3 separate regions of the Mus musculus genome follow, and regions 2 and 3 are each linked to region 1. Evidence: chromatin contacts called from public Hi-C and Micro-C data. All regions are on one chromosome and are shown on one strand. Each heading gives the region's core, a stretch centred on a gene start, on an enhancer-like site or on the middle of the called end of the contact. The rest is flanking DNA. Distances are from core to core; before and after follow the strand shown. Region 1 overlaps Itga2 (integrin alpha 2). Region 2 overlaps Itga1 (integrin alpha 1). Region 3 holds the start of Mocs2 (molybdenum cofactor synthesis 2).

What was found. Hi-C and Micro-C count contacts between places; a contact is called where the count stands out from the background.
Region 2: a contact with region 1 is called in a Micro-C map of granulosa cells, with 3 times the contacts expected there. The contact joins two enhancer-like sites. A contact is called at or near these places in 8 of 484 Hi-C or Micro-C datasets (the AML12 cell line, the G1E-ER4 cell line, the HPC-7 cell line and 5 more), 2 of 115 datasets of contacts at active chromatin or transcription factors (CD8 T cells and microglia) and 2 of 9 other capture datasets (adipose tissue and liver).
Region 3: a Hi-C map of uterus shows a contact between it and region 1. The contact joins the promoter of Mocs2 here to the enhancer-like site in region 1. A contact is called at or near these places in 1 of 484 Hi-C or Micro-C datasets (uterus), 2 of 115 datasets of contacts at active chromatin or transcription factors (CD8 T cells and the SCID.adh cell line) and 3 of 9 other capture datasets (adipose tissue, liver and pancreatic islet).

Annotation. Positions count from the first base shown.
Region 1 is chr13:114,893,672-114,897,701 of GRCm38.p6, reverse strand. All of the region lies in intron 2 of Itga2 (integrin alpha 2), which reads left to right. Among named protein-coding and RNA genes, the nearest start is that of Gm34845, 28 kb to the left of the region's middle. Within about 2 kb of position 1,576, at least 87 of the 459 cell types and tissues checked have an H3K27ac peak or open chromatin away from gene starts, as enhancers often do. A contact at or near this core is called in CD8 T cells, the SCID.adh cell line, adipose tissue and 2 more, where this site is marked.
Region 2 is chr13:114,961,897-114,966,023 of GRCm38.p6, reverse strand. It overlaps Itga1 (integrin alpha 1), which reads left to right. Exons shown (of 29, transcript NM_001033228.3): 28 at 310-426. Among named protein-coding and RNA genes, the nearest start is that of Itga2, 32 kb to the right of the region's middle. Within about 2 kb of position 1,588, at least 146 of the 459 cell types and tissues checked have an H3K27ac peak or open chromatin away from gene starts, as enhancers often do. A contact at or near this core is called in granulosa cells, where this site is marked.
Region 3 is chr13:114,816,503-114,820,156 of GRCm38.p6, reverse strand. It overlaps Mocs2 (molybdenum cofactor synthesis 2), which reads right to left and starts at 1,920. Exons shown (of 6, transcript NM_001113374.1): 1 at 1,834-1,920. It overlaps Gm34790 (a long non-coding RNA gene), which reads left to right and starts at 1,933. Exons shown (of 3, transcript XR_382937.4): 1 at 1,933-2,223.

The sequences.
Region 1 (4,030 bases), core at 327-2,826:
TCTGATGACGTCAAAACCAGGGATATCAGATAATCAGATATCTAAATCCTGCCTTAGCCTTCCTATAACATTTCTTGTAAGCAGGAGACAACGGCTATTGGGAAACAAGGCTCTGCTCTATAATTGGCTAGGTTAGTGCCTTGGATACCAGTATGGACCTTTCTGGTAAGGTGCAGCTTTTAGCTAAGGATCTCACTTTTTTCCCTTTAACCAGTATCTAAACCCATCAGCCTGCACAGGCATACTGCAGCAGAGGGAGGAAAAGAGAGGATTCCTGTCTGTCTAAGGGGCTGAATCTAGGAAGGTAAAAAGCAGAAGGGAAGAGAGGACTGTGGGCTTGTCAGCCTGTCTGAATCCTCTCACTGTCTCAATCCTACCAAGAAAAGACATGGAACAGACTAAGCCATGGACAAAATTATCTAATCCACCATGGACTGGCCACTGTGCCTACGTGGGGTGCAGAAAATCCAGAGCATGGGCCCTGCCCTCTGGAGTGTGGAACAGTCTAGGAGGAAGATCTGCAGATTGGGAATGCTCAGATAAGAGGGCTCATTCAGTGCCAGGCCTTAAATCGCTGGTGCTTTTGTTGCTTCCCTGCCTCTACCGCTATTAACTCAACAGTAAGGGAACAACTTTCCTTTCCAAGGTCAGGGACAATAGTGATAGAAGATTTCCTCATGGCCTACGTCATTGGCCTGACCCAGTCAGTCTCCCAGGGGACAGCAAGCCAATGCTAGGCAGTCCTCGGTCAGTGGCCTTCACACCAAGGAGGAAAAATGAAGCGCGAGCCCTGGGCTCCAGAGCTGCCTGTTTGTTTTGACAATTGGCGCTGTGCCCTTCTCCACTTGTAATTTATGACAATTGCCCAGACGTTATGGAAGTAGCAGATGTGGGCAAACCGTTTCAACATTAACTTTCCTTCTGATACTAATGAAGTTAACTTTTGCTAGGAATTCCTTCAATAAATTGTGAGTGTTTGTTCTTGAGTCTGCACATCACACGCGCACGCACACGTGCACGCACGTACGCACGCACGCACACACGCACACACGCACGCACGCACGCACGCACGCACGCACGTCCTTTAGCTCATGGCTCTTTCACTGCTTATGCCGAAGCAGGTTTTGCCACCGTTTCCCTCCACTTAGTTGAACTTTCTTTATGATCTGTTTTACACGTGACTCCATCTCTTTTCTTCTAACACACTCAAGGTTCTAGTCCGAGTGCTCTTAAACTGTTATTTTAGAGTCCAGTTTGAGCTGTCCGGTGTGTCTTGCATTTCCAAGAATATAGGCATGTTTTACTTCCAGATCTACTAGATTTCAATGAAGCAATCTTGGCTATTTTAGTAGTTTTGTTTATTGGATTTTTTTTATTACACTCTAGACTCCTACTTTAATGATCTCATGACATCTCTTTATTACTTCTTGAGTTTTTCCCACTGTCTCCTATGAGCTGCATCCTTTCAAAAGCAAGGTGACCTCCAAGAAGAGCTGCCGTGCAGCCCTCTGGGTAAGAGTAACGTCTCCTCCTTCAGCGCAGCAGAGGCGAGCCAGCCTGCCTCCAGCCTGAATTTCCTACACCGGATGTTCAGTGTAGATGATGCAATCCTTATCACAAACAATCTGCAAGGGCCGGAGACATGTTTAAGATCATTTCCTGGAACTAGTTGTGATTTGCACTATTTCTTTGTGTAATCTGAAGGCTTGCCCCAAGAACAATCTGAGTTCATTCTATGACTCAGAAGCACTGTAACTAAAATCACTGGTTAGATGAAGACTAACTAAGAACGAGGAGTATTTCCAGTCATGGAAATGTATTTTCTTCTTTTGTCAAGGACTGGTACGTTTTACTTCCTTATAAAGAGAGAAGAACTATGAATGAATATAGCATCAGAGAGAAAATCTGCTGCATCTGATGTATGGGCACATTATTATTCTAATTTTTTGGTTAAGATAAATCTTATTAAAGGTCTTTATTTACTATAAGTGTGATAGCCCCCCCCCATAAATGTCTCTGTGGAAGAAATTTAAATAGAAAGGTCTATATAAGTGGGATTCAATTTTGTAACAGACATTAAACGGGTGTGTTATTGAATTTCCTATGCTTTAAATCGCTTTTTCCATCATCTGTTCTGGACATGAATCTGTGATACACACACACACACACACACACACACACACACACACACACACACATGCATACCACATTTGTGACTCATATTTGGAAGATGCCTGCTATTCTAGAGTGTTTGGAACATATCTTGGGAAATCATCCATGATCCCAAGACCTCCTGTCAGAGGTTCCTCCATGATAATACTGATTACTGGCTCCAGAACAAAGTTTATTTACAAGAGCAAAGAGCTTTTACACATATCCCTTTCTGGTACCCAGTCATCCAAACATTTCCCTCCATCAGAACATAGATGTAAGAAGGGCCAAGTGGCATAGACGAGAGGTAGTTGTTCACATTTTTAGGTACCCTATCATAAGCCAGTGTTGAGTTCTTGTCTAAAAGAGTTCTAAATGGACCCAGCATGATAGAATTGGGCATTTGGAAGGAAAAGAGATTGTCATAGAAACTGGTTACTTCTCTGTTGCTGTGGTAAAATACCATGACCAAGGCAATCTATGGAATGGAGGGTTTGCTCTGGCTAGAGTCTATGATGAGAAAACAGGGCAGCAAAGCAAAAGGGGCAGCAAGCTAAGAGGTCATATCACAATCAGAATCAGAGAGAAGAGAAAGCAAACAGGAAGTAGGGTGAGGATATACACTCTCCAAGCCTGCCTCTGGTGACATATTTTCTCTAATCAGGCCACACATCCTAAATTTCCCCCAAAGAATACCACCAACTGTGGACCAACTGTTTACATGCCTGAGTTGGATGTGAAGAGGGTGCATCTCACTCAAACCAGCACAGACACTTAGAACTAGTGTCTTTTTACAAAAGCAGGACTAGGTCTAATACTTCACAGGAAATGATAAGGACCACATGAAAAAATGCATATGAATCCTTTATAAACCATAATGTAGGTTTACAATACTGTTGCTATTCCAGTGTTTATCTCTGAATTAAAAAGAAAACATTGCCAAAGCACCCAGGAGAGAACTGGGATTTGACATTTGAAGTGTAGCAATCCTAGAAATCATATTGGATGGGTAAAAGTGAGGAGATCTGCGGCATCGTAATGCTTTATGGTGAATATCTCAGCTTTTGGTTTTAACTTCAGGAAAACTTCATGGAGGATGAGTTGAGGCAATAATCCGTGTCTATTCGCTCTCTTATTTCCAGGATGAAAAATTAATTTCCAAGGATTTTCTGAAACAGAACAGGTGTTAAGATGCCTTAGCAATAGTGAGGTTGGTGGACGATGCTGTGACATTGAAAGACCTTGCAAGCTTTTCCACCTAACCACTTCAGGAAACAGTCTGGAAGCTGGAGAGTCTGTGGTCACATAAGGAGGCTGACATGACAACATTGCTTTAACTTAGGCCAAGGTGTTTGACTACTGAGCTTGGAAAAGCAATACTGGACCCCTTCCCTAAGGGGCAACATTTCATGGGCGACTTCCTTTATTCACAAACACCTTTCCCACTCACTAGCAAGAAGCAAGGATCTATTTAGAACTTGCCAGAATCTCTGTATTATCAATAGCCTAGGGTGAGAAGGATAGTCTTATTCATGCAGTGTGGGCTTTGACATACCTAATGTTAATTTAGATATTACATAGAGTAGGCTTCTGGTCACAACTAAGGTATCCCCTTTGGGGTCTAAAAGACATCTCCAACTCAAGGTGTCTGCACACAGTTATTGAGCTATTCTTTATTGTAGAATCTTCCTCTACTGACAGCAACCTTCATGATGTTCATTGTACTTAACTTCTCAGCTTGTAGGGTCATTCCTAGTTCTCTTCCTCCCTCTGGTCCCTCTTTCCCTCTTTCATCCTTCCTCCGTTTAATTTTTCTGTGAAAGCCAACCTAAAGAAATCCTGCTGGCCCTACCTTGACAAACTATGTTAAATAAGACCA
Region 2 (4,127 bases), core at 339-2,838, 68 kb before region 1:
TAGACAAAAGCATGATTTTCTCATCCTGTCCTGGGAACATTTAGAAATCCCATCTGAGTGAGCCGTACCATTTAAGTTGTAAAACTCTGTTTCGAACTGCTCTACATTTTCGTCATAATAAATTTGATATTATGGGACATTGTGAGTAAATGAAAGGCATTCTCAAACGTAAACCAAATGTTTTCTCTGTATACAGTAATGAGATTAATTACACTGTTTGGTAGAAAAATAAAGCCCACCCGGACTCGGTGTTCCAGGAGTTCTGATGGGTGTTTATCAGCGTTAACAACCGTGTTTAATAATTTTCAGCTGGCTATTCAGATATCCAAAGACGGGCTCCCAGGCCGAGTGCCGCTGTGGGTTATCCTCCTGAGCGCCTTTGCGGGACTCCTGCTGTTAATGCTGCTTATATTAGCTCTGTGGAAGGTAAGCGCCATGGATACTGCCCATGCTTACTCCAACCACCAAGAGACAATGAGCAAAATAAGTTAGGAGTTATTGATGCTCTCGTACATAATAAAGTGCAAGCTTTCATGTGAGAAGAGAGATTTTTTTAAATGACTTTCATACATTGAGTCTCATTTTTACAGAGTCTCATTTTCACAAAGGAAAAACCATGTGCCTCGATTGGGGATACATATATCCAAAATCCCTGGGCATCCTTTTTACAGGGGAAGATTACTAAGGACCATTTAACTTAACATTTACCTAAAATTGTAATAAGTCTATCTCTTACTTTTTAAAGAAAGGAAAACAAAAACCTAGTTTTATGGCAAAAGTAGTCTGAAGTCCTATATCAATGAAGGACATACGAGGAATAGACTCATAATTGAGATGAACCTTGTTTTAGCCACTCTGTGTGTCTTAAAGATAAAATGCTTCTTTGGTGTATAAACAGAAAAGACAACATATTTTCTTTTGTGTGGCTGTATAAGGAACATGCAATACAATAGTAAAATAGTATAATGAAGAGCATAAGGTTCAGAGACCCCCTATACCAAAATCCTTTGGGAACACCAAGGTGGTAATTTGTTTTCTTTCAAGTTAATTTAGATATTTACTGAGATGGTCTAGGGTGAGAAATGTAAGAACATATTATTTTCAAACAAGCCATGATGATAGCTTTTATGATGAATTTATCAGAAAACAAAATAACAGAGAAAAGTTGAATTCAATATTTTTTCAATTAAATATGGAATTATAATTCTTTCTTGCATTAACATTTTACCTACTGCCTCTTTAAATAAAGCATGCAAAAATTAAAAACTGTAACTACATACTCATTTTTCTATTGTATGAACAGTAGAATTATTTTTATCTAGCGAAATTTTTTTTCTTGCTGAGCTACAACTATTATCACCCTTCCTGAGTTTTCTGTGATGACAAACTTCCTCTTTGGGAGATTTCCTCCAGGGAGAATATGCCCAAGCAGCTTTGGATTCCATAAACAGACTCTATGATCCTTCCCTATCAAAGCTCCAAGACACAGTTCACACTCAGCAGCATCCTCTGAAGTTCCTAGGGGCCAATGTTCTCTGCAGTACCTGGCTTGGCCACACTGTGGTACCCAAGGCCTGGTTTCTACATTGTGCTTGGCACAGACTGGTTTCCTGGCTTAGAAGCACCTCTGATTCACCCTGTGCCTGAGGATGCCTCCTAGTTAGTGTGATGATGTCCTTCTAATTAGTGTGAGCGCTGACTGAGCTCATATGGCATGACGTTAGGGCTCAAGGACAGTCAGGCTGATATTAGGATGAGTTCCACTGACTTCATACCTCTATTTAAACCAAACAAACAAAAGGGAATTTTCACCCACCTGTTTCTAATTCCTTAGTTTGAAAAAGCCCAGATAGAAAAATAAAAACATTTCCAGAAAGTGTTGTGTTGATACCTACTTACAGCTTCTACGATTGTCTTTGCCACCCACAAACGGTCAGCTAACAAACTCTGGGCTGTCTTGCCATGTATGTTTAGTTAGTTCAAACGCCTTCCGGAAAGGCTGCACAATCGCAACTCTGACTCTATGACAGACAGAAGGAGCTAGCTCTTAGTAAGTGCTTACCATGTCCCAGGAACTCTGTTAAGCACCCTGCTTCCAAGCATCCTTGCTATTATGACCCTTAGTGTAGAAGTTGGGTCTGCTTCTTCCTCCCAGAAATAAGACCCACTCTCAAAATATATTTATAATATCTGACTAGATCATAACTTAACCCATTTATTTTAACTTAGACTTTGCCCCATGGCTGATTTCCTGTGCTCAGATACCATGCATCCAGCTCTTCACATCTTCCCAGGGCAAATCTGCCTAACATTAAATCCCAGAATTCTTTCTGCCTCCCGGATGTCCCACCTTCTAGTCTACCCTTTCCAATAGGCCATAGGGTTTTCTTTTAATTGACAGGTGCCACATCCATACAGACACAAGATATTCGCTGAACACCTCAGTCTCTAAACGAGGAATGAAGTTACAGACAAGGTTTGCATGTTTTTCAGGGCCGCAAAGACAGTAATATTCTGAATAAGAGTTTGAGTAGATATTAACTGATTCCATTCTGTGGTCCTTACAACTTTTATAGCAATACATTGTAACTGCATTTTACACCTGTAAATGTTAAAACAAAGGTAAGGAGACTTAGTGAACCATGCCCACCCCACCCCACCCCAACCCCAAGATTATCAAGGAGCGAACAACTAGATACAACTAGCATTGTTTCTAAAACCTCTGCATTTTTTAAAAATAAATTCTTTGGCTGAACAGTACAGGGTATAGGATCATGATTCCTTTGAAACATGTAAAATACTTGACTTAGAAAAAAAATTCAGAGAACATATAAAACAAAATACTACAGTTGGAAGAAAAACCATGAGAAGCAAGGACATGCCTTTTATTATTTGATTCACACGATGTCCAAGTCCCATTGCTGATGAGTCTTCATCTTACAGCTTTGTCGCCCACCCAGCATAACTTATTGATGGGAATATGGTAGTTCCCCATAGTTGGTTTCTCTCTGGAAAACTCCAGGATCCATCAACTGCTCATCAAAATATAATGCAGTATATATAATAAGATACTCTGGGAAATTTTTAAAAATTCACTTGCCTAACTTTTATCATAACACAGTGTTATGAGAATCTTATTTTATTAGTCATTATTGTTAATTTCTTACTAATTTATATCACTTTCATCATCAAAATGTACAAATAGGATAAAACAAAACTTCGTGTCTGTCACTCATTACTGCCATGTTTCAGGCACCCAGACCTGTGGATAAGGAGGACTGGTGTAGCATTACGTTTTAATCTTTTATTAATCGGTATTCATTTGTTTATTCAACACTTATTCCACATTATGCATTGACCACCTACTTCTTGCCACAGGGTATTGAACTAGGTTAATTCTATAAAGGAGAATTTATAATTCAGAAATCAAAACAGGAAAGCAACACCCTATAGAAGGTCTAGGGGGGTCACAAACTTACTTTTCGTTTTTCAATTCTTGGCTAAGATCGTCTTTGTTTAAGTTTGCTTCCCTTAGTAAAATTAATGTTTGGAGAATTTGAGTGGAAAAGTTACGATCAAGGTAGTTTCATCTGGAAGATAGACTTTTAGAAACATTTTTTAAAAAGAAGACAGCTGGCTGGGAAGGGGCGGGTTTTGAGAGGAAGGCGAGCCAATTGACAAACGGCTGGGGAGAACCGGAAGAAGGTGGATCTTAAATACTTGGCTCCCCTCTGGAGAAGCCTCTGATTTACTCTCACCTCAGGGCAGGTGCGGAGCTTCTGTGGTTGCCACCCAGGAAATGACTGGTGTTCAGGAAAACACAAAGTCACAGCAGCTTTCACCATCACTTGTTCATACCACCCCTTACCTCGTCTTCTAGCAACTACGTCCTGGCGGACCACAGCCCTGGCTAACGTCCTAACATGGAAATGCATATTTTTCATCATTTGCTCCTTTAAGCCCTCTAGTGCTCAGTCATTAAGTGTGTAGTCCCCGACTATGAAGATCACTCGGTTAGTAAGGTGCTCAGCTACAAGTCAAGTAACACCCCACGAGCCCGCCCGCCCAAGACACACAAAACCCAGTTCGGCTTGTGAACTGGTGAAAGATAGCTTAGCATCTGCATT
Region 3 (3,654 bases), core at 671-3,170, 78 kb after region 1:
TGCTATCTAATAGGTGACCCTTGTGTAAAGGTCATTCGACCCCTTGGGGGGGGGGTCGCCACCGACAGGTTGGGAGCTACTGGTATAGCACCTTCCGCACAGAGCAGAGCTCTGGGGGAAACCTCTCTCCGCAGGCTGAAGCAGCACCACTCGTGTTCCTGGGACAGTGTCCAGCCATTCTATAGCTCATCCCGACAGGGCTTCAGGGAAAAATAATAAGTTTCATTTCAGATTTTCAGGGGCCAGTGAGAAATTTTCAAATATTATAAAACCCAAGCTCAGAAGCATGTAGGGTCTGTTATACTTCATTTTTCTTTCAATCTCAGAAACTTTTGAGTATTTTAAAAGAGAGAAAAGGACAGAAAGGTTTATAATGTATCTTTTTAACAGCATCTTTCAATTTTTCATCTTAGGCTATAAAAGGCAGAACTTGCATTTTTCTGTCTTAGAAATTAGAAAAATGATTGTAAATTACATAAACATATCTAGGGGGCATCCACTTGACTGCTTTTCTAGTAAATTATCTATGGTGTTCCTTGTGGTACTTGGATGTTTCTAAATACCAGAGTTTTAAATTTTCAAGAATTTTAAAAGAACTAGTACTCTTGTGTGAGAACACACATACGCACACTCACACGTAATTTACACATTTTAGAAACCTTTACATGTTCATCATATGCACTCTATAACGTTAGCTACCCAGGATGGAGACTCTCTAGCTCCTTCCACAGCTCTGACGCTTTGATTTCCTGTGGCACAGAAATGGTCTCCGAGCGAACTCCGGCTATTTCAGCACTTTTTGCAAAATACAACACGTCAATCTGAAAGGAGAGAGGATAGTCTAAATAACCCGCACCAAGAAGGCTCCTCGCTCCCCAAATGCAATGGCTCACAAAACTTCAGTATTGGCCTGGTGGTGGTGACACATGTCTTTAAACCCAGAACTGGGGAGGCAGAAGCAGTCAGATCTATGTGAGTTCAAGACAAGCCTGGTCTACCAGAGTGTAGTTCTGGAGAGCCAGGACTACACAGAGAAACCCTGTCTCGAAAAACATAAACAAACAAACAAAACACTTCCATATATCTATAGATTCATATTTGAGACAAACGCTTTAAAATCACTTCTGATTTCTGCCTACTGTTCAGACCTCTCACAATCTCAAGCTTGTGTGGCAGCATTAAAATCCTACTAAATTTCCTTAGAAAACATGCTAAGTCTGACTTGACACGGAATCGATTCTTCCATCAGCCGCGAAGCAGAGACAGAGGTCTGAGTCAGGGGGTGGATTACACAAGTAAATTAAATAACCCAGTCAGCAAAGGCCTAGCTTTCATTTCACAGTGGTCAAATGACCTTTGATTCCGTCCTACATTACGATTGAGTTACAAAACACAGAACATTTGACATGCAGCAAAGCAAATGGGCTTGAATTACAGGATCAACTGGTAGTTTCTAGGCCAAACCCGTGTAATCAGCCTGGGAACTAAGGGACCTGACTGTGCACAAGGTCTCACCTGTCACTCAGTACAACTCGGTCTCTCCACAATAATCACGGCTGCTGCAAACTATCCTGAGCCTGTCAATCATTGGGTGATGCGCATTTCCTCACAATAATTCCTAACTAGGAGCGTTTTAATTTTAAAAAGTGTCAAAATAAATCATCCGGAATGGTAGGGAAAAAAACCGTCTAGGTAATCGGTCGTGAAGGCCATGACCTGGACACCAGAGTTCGGGGACAGAACTTGACATTCAGCGAGCAGCAGGCGCAAGACCCGGAACCCGGGAGGAGTTAGAGAGGAAGGGGCGCCCCAGCCGCGCGAACCAACTCTTACCTGGCACCTAGGAACCATCCCGCTACACACCGCGAAGCCAGTTCTCCAACCCCTAGAGGCGCCGGTGACTCAGAGCGCATGCGCAGCCGGATGCTCCACCTTCTGGGTGGTGCTCAACCCCGGGCGTGTGGACACTGCGCCTGCGTACACTTCGCTCCGCCCCGCCACGCCTCCTGCACCCACAAAAGTTTACTCTGCTTTTGGATCCCAGTGCTGCGACCTCTTGTGTGACCCGGCAGGGTGGCCTTCCCCAGGCTAACCTATGCGGCCCCTCCATCCAGTGTGGGATCCGGGTTCTTATTCGCAGCGTGGAGACGGTATCTGACTGTCACTTCAGTGTTTTAGGCGCTCAGGAGTTTCTGAGCCAGCGACCCCATCCAGACTTCCTAGGTACACATCTCTGCCTTAGTTGTCGCGTGGGTACGTGGATTTAAGTGGCCCTCGCTGGGCGCTCAGTCCGGGTTAACCGTAACTGTGTTCCAACTGTAATCTTAGTAAAAACCTTACCTTTCAGTTGAGAGTGGCGGGGGGCGTGGCTGGGTCACCTGCTGTAGGAAGTCTCACCGAGGAGATTCTTGTGCCAAATACATTTGCCAAAATAGTAACAAATACGGAAGGAAAGGACATTTCACGTTCTGTGTCAAGCTATGGGAACGTAAAAATTGGGTAATAAATTTCCAGAAGGAAAATAGTTGGCAAGATGGGTGTACTCAGTTCAAGGAAGAAATAGAAATGCAGAAGGGGAAGGGTGGGCAGAGGGGAGTAATAAGCCCGATTATGATTTGCATCAACATTTATTTTGATAAGGTTGCTAAACATTAAGGTTAAATATTTATGTCCACATGCTGTTAGGTAAACGAGGAAACTGACAGTCACTCTGGGCTCCTGGGTCGTTTCCAGTGACAGCAATGAGCAATATCTTCAATAGGCTAAGAAACAATGCATAGTTCAATGTGGTTTTGCAAACAAACTGGTGCATATAAAGGCTAGAGCCTATCATTCCTGCTTGGGGGCGGAGAGGGCAGGTGGGACCTCAAAAATTGCCTAAGAGCTCTTCCTAAAAACTTCCTTTGGTGGACTCAGAGATGAGACAGGGTTAAGCCTGTGCTAGGCTGCTCTGCCAGAGGACGCAGGTTCAATTCCCAGCATCCACATAGGCGGTGCTCAGACACTCATACAGGCAAAACACCCACACACATAAGAAATAAAATCTTAACAAGGACAAAGACAAAGCTCAATAATGTTTTACTCTATTCAAATATTAAAAATCCAATTATGAGACCATGACATCAGGATAATGCCATTCATTTTGAAAATATCCTCTTTATTCTACAAGATTCTTAGGGCTGAGATGTTGCTTAGTGTAAAGTCACAATCCACAGCACTGAACAGTAAAAATTTTTAAAATTCTTTTACAAGTTAAAAGAAATAATGTTTTCAAATGGCACACATTTTCCTGCGGTTTTTCTGTTGATGGATTTAACTTAATAGCTTAGTTAAAAAGAAAAAAAATTCTTTGTCAGCCTATTCCAAATCTTGTTGGGGAAACACGCTGTCTCCTTTCTGAGTTATTAGTGGAGTGAGTCTTTTCAAGGTTTTTGGCCTCTAGTACTTCCAGTTTCTATTCATTTTTTTCTTCATTACTCAAATAATAAAAAAAAAAAATACAGCCCTATCTTAAGTTCTGATTGCAAACCAGACTAATACCAGGATATTTTCATGTTATGCTGAAGACTTTAATGTTATTTTAGTTACAAACTCATTAATTACATAAGTGGGTAATTAGAATGGAACATAATAAATTACTAGGAATAGCCTAAC